Linked DNA regions of Sus scrofa: region 1 is linked to region 2. Evidence: chromatin contacts called from public promoter capture Hi-C data. All regions are on one chromosome and are shown on one strand. Each heading gives the region's core, a stretch centred on a gene start, on an enhancer-like site or on the middle of the called end of the contact. The rest is flanking DNA. Distances are from core to core; before and after follow the strand shown. Region 1 holds the start of TAF1 (transcription initiation factor TFIID subunit 1). Region 2 holds the start of SNX12 (sorting nexin-12).

The links. Promoter capture Hi-C pulls out the DNA fragments that hold promoters and counts their contacts.
Region 1: a promoter capture Hi-C map of liver shows a contact between it and region 2, with 2.9 times the contacts expected there. The contact joins the promoter of TAF1 here to the promoter of SNX12 in region 2. A contact is called at or near these places in 1 of 5 promoter capture datasets (liver) and 1 of 47 Hi-C or Micro-C datasets (embryonic fibroblasts).

Annotation. Positions count from the first base shown.
Region 1 is chrX:57,380,406-57,384,326 of Sscrofa11.1, reverse strand. It overlaps TAF1 (transcription initiation factor TFIID subunit 1), which reads right to left and starts at 2,116. Exons shown (of 38, transcript XM_021079953.1): 1 at 1,569-2,116; 2 at 161-275; 3 at 1-22. The coding sequence starts at 1,973. LOC110257711 (a long non-coding RNA gene) reads left to right here and starts at 2,093. Exons shown (of 2, transcript XR_002340621.1): 1 at 2,093-2,180; 2 at 3,731-3,921.
Region 2 is chrX:57,107,274-57,110,785 of Sscrofa11.1, reverse strand. It overlaps SNX12 (sorting nexin-12), which reads left to right and starts at 2,150. Exons shown (of 4, transcript XM_001928070.5): 1 at 2,150-2,438. The coding sequence starts at 2,274.

The sequences.
Region 1 (3,921 bases), core at 867-3,366, 270 kb before region 2:
TCTTCTGTACTCCTGATCCATCCTATAAAGTAAGGAGGAGGAAGATCTAAACAAAAAGCAAATAACTCTCACTCACTTAGATAATTCCCGCTGAAAAGTACACGTAACAGTAAGTGGCTAGCCTCCTCCCCCATCTTACTCCACACAACCCAGACTTCACCTTCATCATTTACCAGGGCACCATCAGTCCCAGTCAATTCTTCATTTGCTGTGAGTTCAGTGATCAGGCTGCCCAGACCCAAAGCCCCCAAGCCTGCCAAGTGCTTCTTACACTCCTGAAAAAGGGACAGCGCTAGAATCAAAGACAATTAACTAAATGTTTCCCACACCATAAGGCTTATTTCTCAGCTCCACAAGTGATAAATCCATATATAAAATGACTCAGTGATGTGCTAAGGGAGCACCACATTTGAGAACTGTAAAGTACATCTTCCACTGAACTCAACATTGATCAGATCTTTATTATCATGTCCAATTTCACCACCATTTAAAGTAATGTAAGAAAAAGATTATTCGGAGTTCCCGTCGTGGCGCAGTGGTTAACGAATCCGACTAGGAACCATGAGGTCGCGGGTTCGGTCCCTGCCCTTGCTCAGTGGGTTAAAGATCCGGCGTTGCTGTGAGTTGTGGTGTAGGTCGCAGACGCGGCTCGGATCCCGCGTTGCTGTGGCTCTGGTGTAGGCCGGTGGCTACAGCTCCGATTCAACCCCTAGCCTGGGAACCTCCATATGCCGCGGAAGCGGCCCAAGAGATAGCAACAACAACAACAACAAAACAACAACAACAAAAGACAAAAAAAGAAAAAAGAAAAGAAAAAGATTATTCAAGGAACCACTACCAAGACTGAATGAATGTAACAGCAGTTCTCTGAATAAAGGCTAAGGAAACTGAGGTCATTTCGAAGAGAAAGCAAAGGCAGGAACTTTATTGCTATCTTTTATTTGTATTGCAGGGAAGGAGGAATATTGTTGGTCAATATTTTCTCCTTGAAATAATGAACTTAAATGAGTACAGGTGAGTGTCCGCTGGCCACAGGAAACTACTTCAGGACCCTCAACGAACAGTGGGAAAACCATGTAAGAAGTGCCCTGGAACCAGAAGGGGTCTGCCCTGGATGGTTAAGAACTGGGGCCTGAACCACATGATTTGTTGCAGATCAGTCCTCTTGCTCTAGAGCCACGTCTAGTCAGTGAGGTCACAAAGGCAGACAGTTTCAAGAAATAGCCAAGGCTCTTACGGCAATGGTTTGAAAGCAATCACTAGGTTAAGCTGCTATTTTTCCTATTCCCTGGTCAAGAAGAATTAGCTTGGAAGTCACCCATATCAGCGTCGCTGACGTACCAGGTCTTGCCTATCGTTCTCCTCTCTGGCCCCAACCCTCGTCCAGAACCGAGCCCCCTAGTTCTGGGTTACAACACAACCCACTAGCAGCGCAGCCGCTTCTCTGGTTTTCTCGCACGTTGAGCGCGCCCTCTAGTCTCCTGTCCTAAGCACCCTCAACTCCCCTCACTTCACGTATTCCCTAGCCGATCCACCCTCCAGCCCTATTCCCTCTCCCACCCCCTCACATCGTCCAACACGCTTTCCCCCTCCAGCTGCCCGGCTCCATTGATGTTGCCGAAAAGGAAACCGGTTAAAGAAAATGGGCCGCCTCCAGCGGAATCTTCATCGCTGTCTGTGTCCGACATGATGGCGGCGTCGGTGCCGGCAGCTGCTACAGGCAACGGCAAATCGCAGCTTCGTCCCATAGACCGGAAATAAAAATGAGTCGCCCAGAAGTGACTCGCAGAGTTCCTACACCTTACCAGCCCCCACCGGAAGCGGCATAAAGGAAAAAAAGAACCGGAAAGACCGCCCGTCCTACGAGAAAGGAGAATTGGTGTCACTACTTTACTAGCGGCTTTGGATTGGACTATCCGCGCTGGATTCGTGGAAAGCGGTTGGTCAAAGAAAATACTTGGTCCCGCCCCCATCCACTTTTCTGCGTAGGCTCCGTGTCTGCGCACTGAGGGAGCGACGGCTATTTCTCCAATCAGAAGGAGTCACCTGGGTCACATGGTCTGCGTCCCGGTAACTACACGTCACTACGGCACAGGAAATGGAAGTAAGGGTTGGGTCCTTTTCATCTCTGCTATCAGTTGCTTTACCGCTTCGTCACTGTGCCAAAGGTACCTTTGCAGGTTGGTTGTTTTGAATTGACACACACCCCCTTTTTTTCGGGGTGTTAAAGTAAAAGGTGAATAAAATAGCCGACCCTTCACCTAGATTCAGTTTAAACACTGCCAGTTTTTGTTTCCCCGAACCTTTTGAAAGTCTTCACCCCAAAAATACTTTTTTCTACATAGCCACAATACTATTAGCACATCTTAAGAACTTAACATTAATTCAATATCGTTTAACATACAGTCCATGTTTAAATTTATTCAGTTGTCTTAATTGGAGCATTTTACATTTCAGTCCGGGATCCATTCAGGGTTCAGCCTCTTTCTCTGTGTTGCATGATACTACTACATTTTGGGAAGAATTCATCTAATTTTTTCTTTAAAGCGATTCAAGTTAAATATCTTACCGGCAGCCATCAGAAAGCACAATGTCAGGTTGTCCCAATGTTGCTGATGCTGAATTTGATCACTTCAAAAAAGGGTGTCCACCAGATTTCTCTGTCGCAATAGCACATTTTTCCTCTTATAATTAGTACATAATCTAGGGGGTGATACTTTGAAATCGTGTATATATTCTATTCCCCATCGCCCTTACACCTAAAGGTTTTAGCATCTGTTGGTGATCCTTGCCTGAATCAGTTATTGGAAGAGTGCAAAAGGGTGATTTTGCTAATTATTAATTCCTTCTACATTTATTAACTGGACTTAGTAAAGGAGAACTTTCCCTTTTCTTACCTCTTTTCTTGCATTTTTATTTTAATGTGTTACAGTCTAGCACCATTATTATCTTTGATGCTCTGACTGTCCACTGGGAACCACTTCACTCTGGCTCCTGTGTCCTTTTGATATGAGCACGTCCTTGCTTTTTGGCACAAGGTGTTCAAGACTTACTCTTATTATTATTGAGCACGTCCTTGCTTTTTGGCACAAGGTGTTCAAGACTTACTCTGTGCATTCCCTGTCGCAGACCTGATATAAGCCATTTCTCCAAGTGGCCCTGGTTCTTTTTAGTGGGGAATAGTGCTTAGAAACTGGGGCATCGTTGCTTGTAGGCCCTTTCATTGGAGAGAACTAAAAAAAAAATAAAATAAAAGAATGAGTTTATACTAACACCTTCAATTCAAAGCTAACACCACCTAGAGTTCCCCATTGTGGCTCAGCAGGTTATGAACCCTACTAGTATCCATGAGGATGCAAGTTCGACCCCTGGCCTCGCTCAGTGGGTTAAGGACCCAGTGTTGCCATGAGCTTTGGCATAGGTCACTGACTTGGCTTGAATCCTGCATGGCTGTGGCTGTGGTGTAGGCTGGCAGCTACAACTCCAGTTGGACCCCTAGCCTGGGGATTTCCATGTGCCACAGGTGTGGCCCTAAAAAGAAAAAAAAAAGTTAGAATACTATTTATACATTCTTTTTGTTTTGTTTTGTTTTTTTCCACTTAATAATATAGCCTGGAAATCACACTGTACCACTTCATAGGGTTCTTCCTCATTCTTTTTTTTAATGTCTGCTTAGTACTTCACTGCATGGATGTCCTGTGGAATATTCTAACAGTAGTTATATTTCTAGGCCAGATAACAAAGCTCTACAAAAACCTGCATGTAGGGCGTGGCCCTCAAAAAGACAAAAAAGCAAAATGGAAGAGTTCTCTTGTGGCAGTCCCTGGCCTGGGAACTTCTATGTACCGTGAGTATGGCCAAAAAATAGAATACGTTTTTTAATGTATCTCATATTGTCTCTTGGACACTTGTGCTTGAGGA
Region 2 (3,512 bases), core at 901-3,400:
TTTGATTGGTAGTACCAGCATCCACCTAGTTACCTAAATCAGAAGCCTAGGAGTCATTGTATCTATTTGTTCCCTCTCCCCTCAAATAGCAGTAATAGCTAATAGTTACTGAACACTTACTGTTAGCACATATTTAATTTAATTTAATTCTCACAAAAACCCCAGAGGTAGCTTTTAGTCTTATTTCCATTTTACAGAGGAGGAAAACTTGTTGGATAACATGTTCAAGGTCATACAGCTAAGGGAGTTCCTGTTGTGGCTCAGCAGTAAGGAACCCAACCAGTATCCATGAGGACTTGGGTTCGATCCCTGGCCTTGCTCAGTGATTTAAGGATTCAGTGTTGCCTTGAGCTGTGGTGTATGTCACAGATGTGGCTTGGATCCCACACCCCTAGCCAGGGGACTTCCACGTGCCGTGGGTGTGGCCCTTAAAAAAATGATATACAGCTATTAAGCAAGGATTTAAACTCAGGCAGCCTAAGTCCATAGCCCACATATTTAAGCTCTATACTATATTACCACTATATCTAATCAAATACAACTCCTATTTTATTTCCTTGATCTCAGCCTTTTCCCTTTTCTCCATTCCCACCACCTGATCCATGTGCTACCATATGTACGTTCATAATTGGTCACATTTAACTCAACTACATTTTCCATCTTGCCTGCAAAAGAATCCTTCTAAAACACAAATCTGATCATGTCTTTTTTCTGTTGAAGATCTTTCTGTGGCTCCCTATTGCCTTCATCATAAAGTCAAAGATCCTTTGCTTTAAATAGAAGGATCCTCTTCTGCCCATCCCCAGCCAGCCTACCTCTCTAAGTACTTCCATTACACAACCTGAATTGATGACAATTTCCTAAAATATCATGCTGTTTCTTAGCTGGATGCCTTTGCATATGCTATTCCTTCTGCAAGAAATTACCTTTCCCCATTTCTACTCCTGGTTGTCTTTTACATCTTTTCATGTGTGTCAAACTCACATAGTTCCTCCTCCAGGAAGCCTTCCCTAACTCCTCCAAGTATTCATGTCCTCTGCACTGCTTTGAACATTCATTTATTTTGTATTTGTCACATTATCATAGTTTTATTCACTTATCTCCCTTTCTAGAATGTTAACTCCTTGAGGGCAGGGACTCTTACTGAACTCTAGGTCTTTAGTATTTAGCACGGTGCCTGACACATGAGTAGTTGCTTAGGAGATATCAGTTAAATTGAATTAAATAACTTAATTGTGAAATTATAGGACCTTGTACTCCGTTGAAAGAATTTCAGGCATAAATGACATGGGAATTTTTTTTTTTTTTTTTTGAGCAGAAGAGTGCTGGTGCAAAGAGGAGAAAGGATGACCTAAAATTAGCACTATTGATATGGGCGCTACTCCCTTTAAATGGGCTATGTGTAAATTTGTCATATAAATACTAGTATTTCTATAGATATTCTCATGAAGACACATATTCTATCTCCATTACGGGCTGCAAGCAAGCAACCTCAGAGTGCCAAGTGTGGAGTTTTGCAGAATAGAAATAGAAGGTATTGAAAGAAATGCCCTTGGTTTGCTGAGAACACTTGAAATTAGCTTTTATGTGGCAACAAGTGGAGGATAAAGATATGCCCAAATTTTCCTAAGAAGTGAGAATGAGAAATCGTCTTTTTTGACCTCATGCTCACTGCTTTTTTGGCACCATAAATAGGGCTCAATTGCGTGTGAAATGAATTGAAACTATCAGTAGCACAAGTGGCTGGGCTGCGTTCTAGGTTCTTAATACTATTGTCGGAACCCCACCCTCCGGAGACCACCCTTCTACTTTCGTGCAAAACCGGTACTTATTCAGGTCACGGGGCTTCGGCCTATCACTGCAGAATCCAAGCTTGCGGGGCAGTGCCCACTGCAGATTGACGCATGGTGTAAGACAATTTCTTGGGCTGAGGAGCAGCGATTGGCGGATCTCGCCTATAGTGCTTCCCAGGACACTAGGGGTGTGCGTATTGGAAATGCAGGTTCCGGGGCGGCCAGTAACACCGCCCGGAAGTCTGAATGAGGCCTCCTCCGACAGCACTTCCAAACGACCTCATGGCCGCTATTCAGAGTGCCCGGCCCCGGGCAGCGGCAGCGTGCGCGTGCGTGCGTGCGTGCGTGGGCGCGCGTACGCGGTGCCGCCGTCAGTAGGTTGGCTGGTTATTTTGCAAGCGGGAGGGGCCGTGCGCGCTCCTGCCTCCGGCTTCTGTCCCCCACCCCCCCTTCCCCGGTCCCGGTTTCTCCTTCGGAAAGATGTCGGACACGGCAGTAGCTGACACTCGGCGCCTTAACTCGAAGCCGCAGGACCTGACCGACGCTTACGGGCCGCCAAGTAACTTCCTGGAGATCGACATCTTTAATCCACAGACGGTGGGCGTGGGCCGGGCGCGCTTCACCACCTATGAGGTTCGCATGCGGGTGAGTCACGGGGTGAGGGAGACAGCTGAGGGAGGACCGGGCGGCTGGGCGGGGAGGAGGCTGCCATAGGGACGGCTAATGGTGGAGAAGGCACTTGAGGGGTCATTTGGGGGTTGGGGTGTTACAGGTTTGCAGAGAGGTCTGCACATTCGGTTGTGGCCCGAGGATACAGAAAACTCCTGAGGGGGACATCAGACTGGCTTGAGGGAAAGCAAGTAGCCATGAGCAAGAAATGAAGCATGACTGAAGGCGGTAGGGAGGATGGAGAGGATTAGAGTGATATATTCAAGGAAATAGGGATCAGAACTGTAGCAACACAAGGGGTTAAGGAAGAGTGGAAAAGAGCTGGTGATGGCAAGCCAAGGCGGGGGTCCCATTACTAAACTAGGTTGTGGGAAGTCAACCTGAAGAGGGGGAACCGGAAGGCCTGGCTTCCTCCTAATGAGGTCTCCCTGGATGATGGCGTTAAGCAGAGCCTGGATTAAAGGGAAGAGAGACACCAGGAAAGGAAGACAGTGGGCTTGGTGGAGAGACTCTTCTAGGAGAGTCCCCTTGGACTGAGTGCTTCCCAGACTTGCGTAGAATTAACATCTGAAGGAGAGAAGTGTTTTATGCTTAAGTTTTCTCAGGTACTACATGCTCACTGGAAAACCTGACCTTGCACTCAGATTGGTGGCTTGTTAGTTGCTGCCCTCATCCTGTGCTGACCCTTTAGATTTGAAGTATCCAGAATGTTTATTTCAATATTTACTGGCTCTCATTTGGGTTTTCTGTATATAAATGGCCGTTTGCCCTTTCTGCTCTAGGTTAACCTTTTGGATTCATTATATTAATCCCTGGTCTGTATTTAACTTTAACATCTGACATTTCAAGACTGCCCCAGGAATGGCTTCTTCCAGTGTGCACTACAGAGGACTTTATTCTCTAGTTCTTAGTCCACAACGCTAGGGTGGAATGTGCAGAGTACATGGTTTGCAGGTTCTTTGGCCCCATTGAAGTGGTTACAGGCAAAAAGTTTGAGAGCCGTTTTCTAATTTTCCTTATGTTTTCTTCTCAGACTAGAGGGCCAGAATA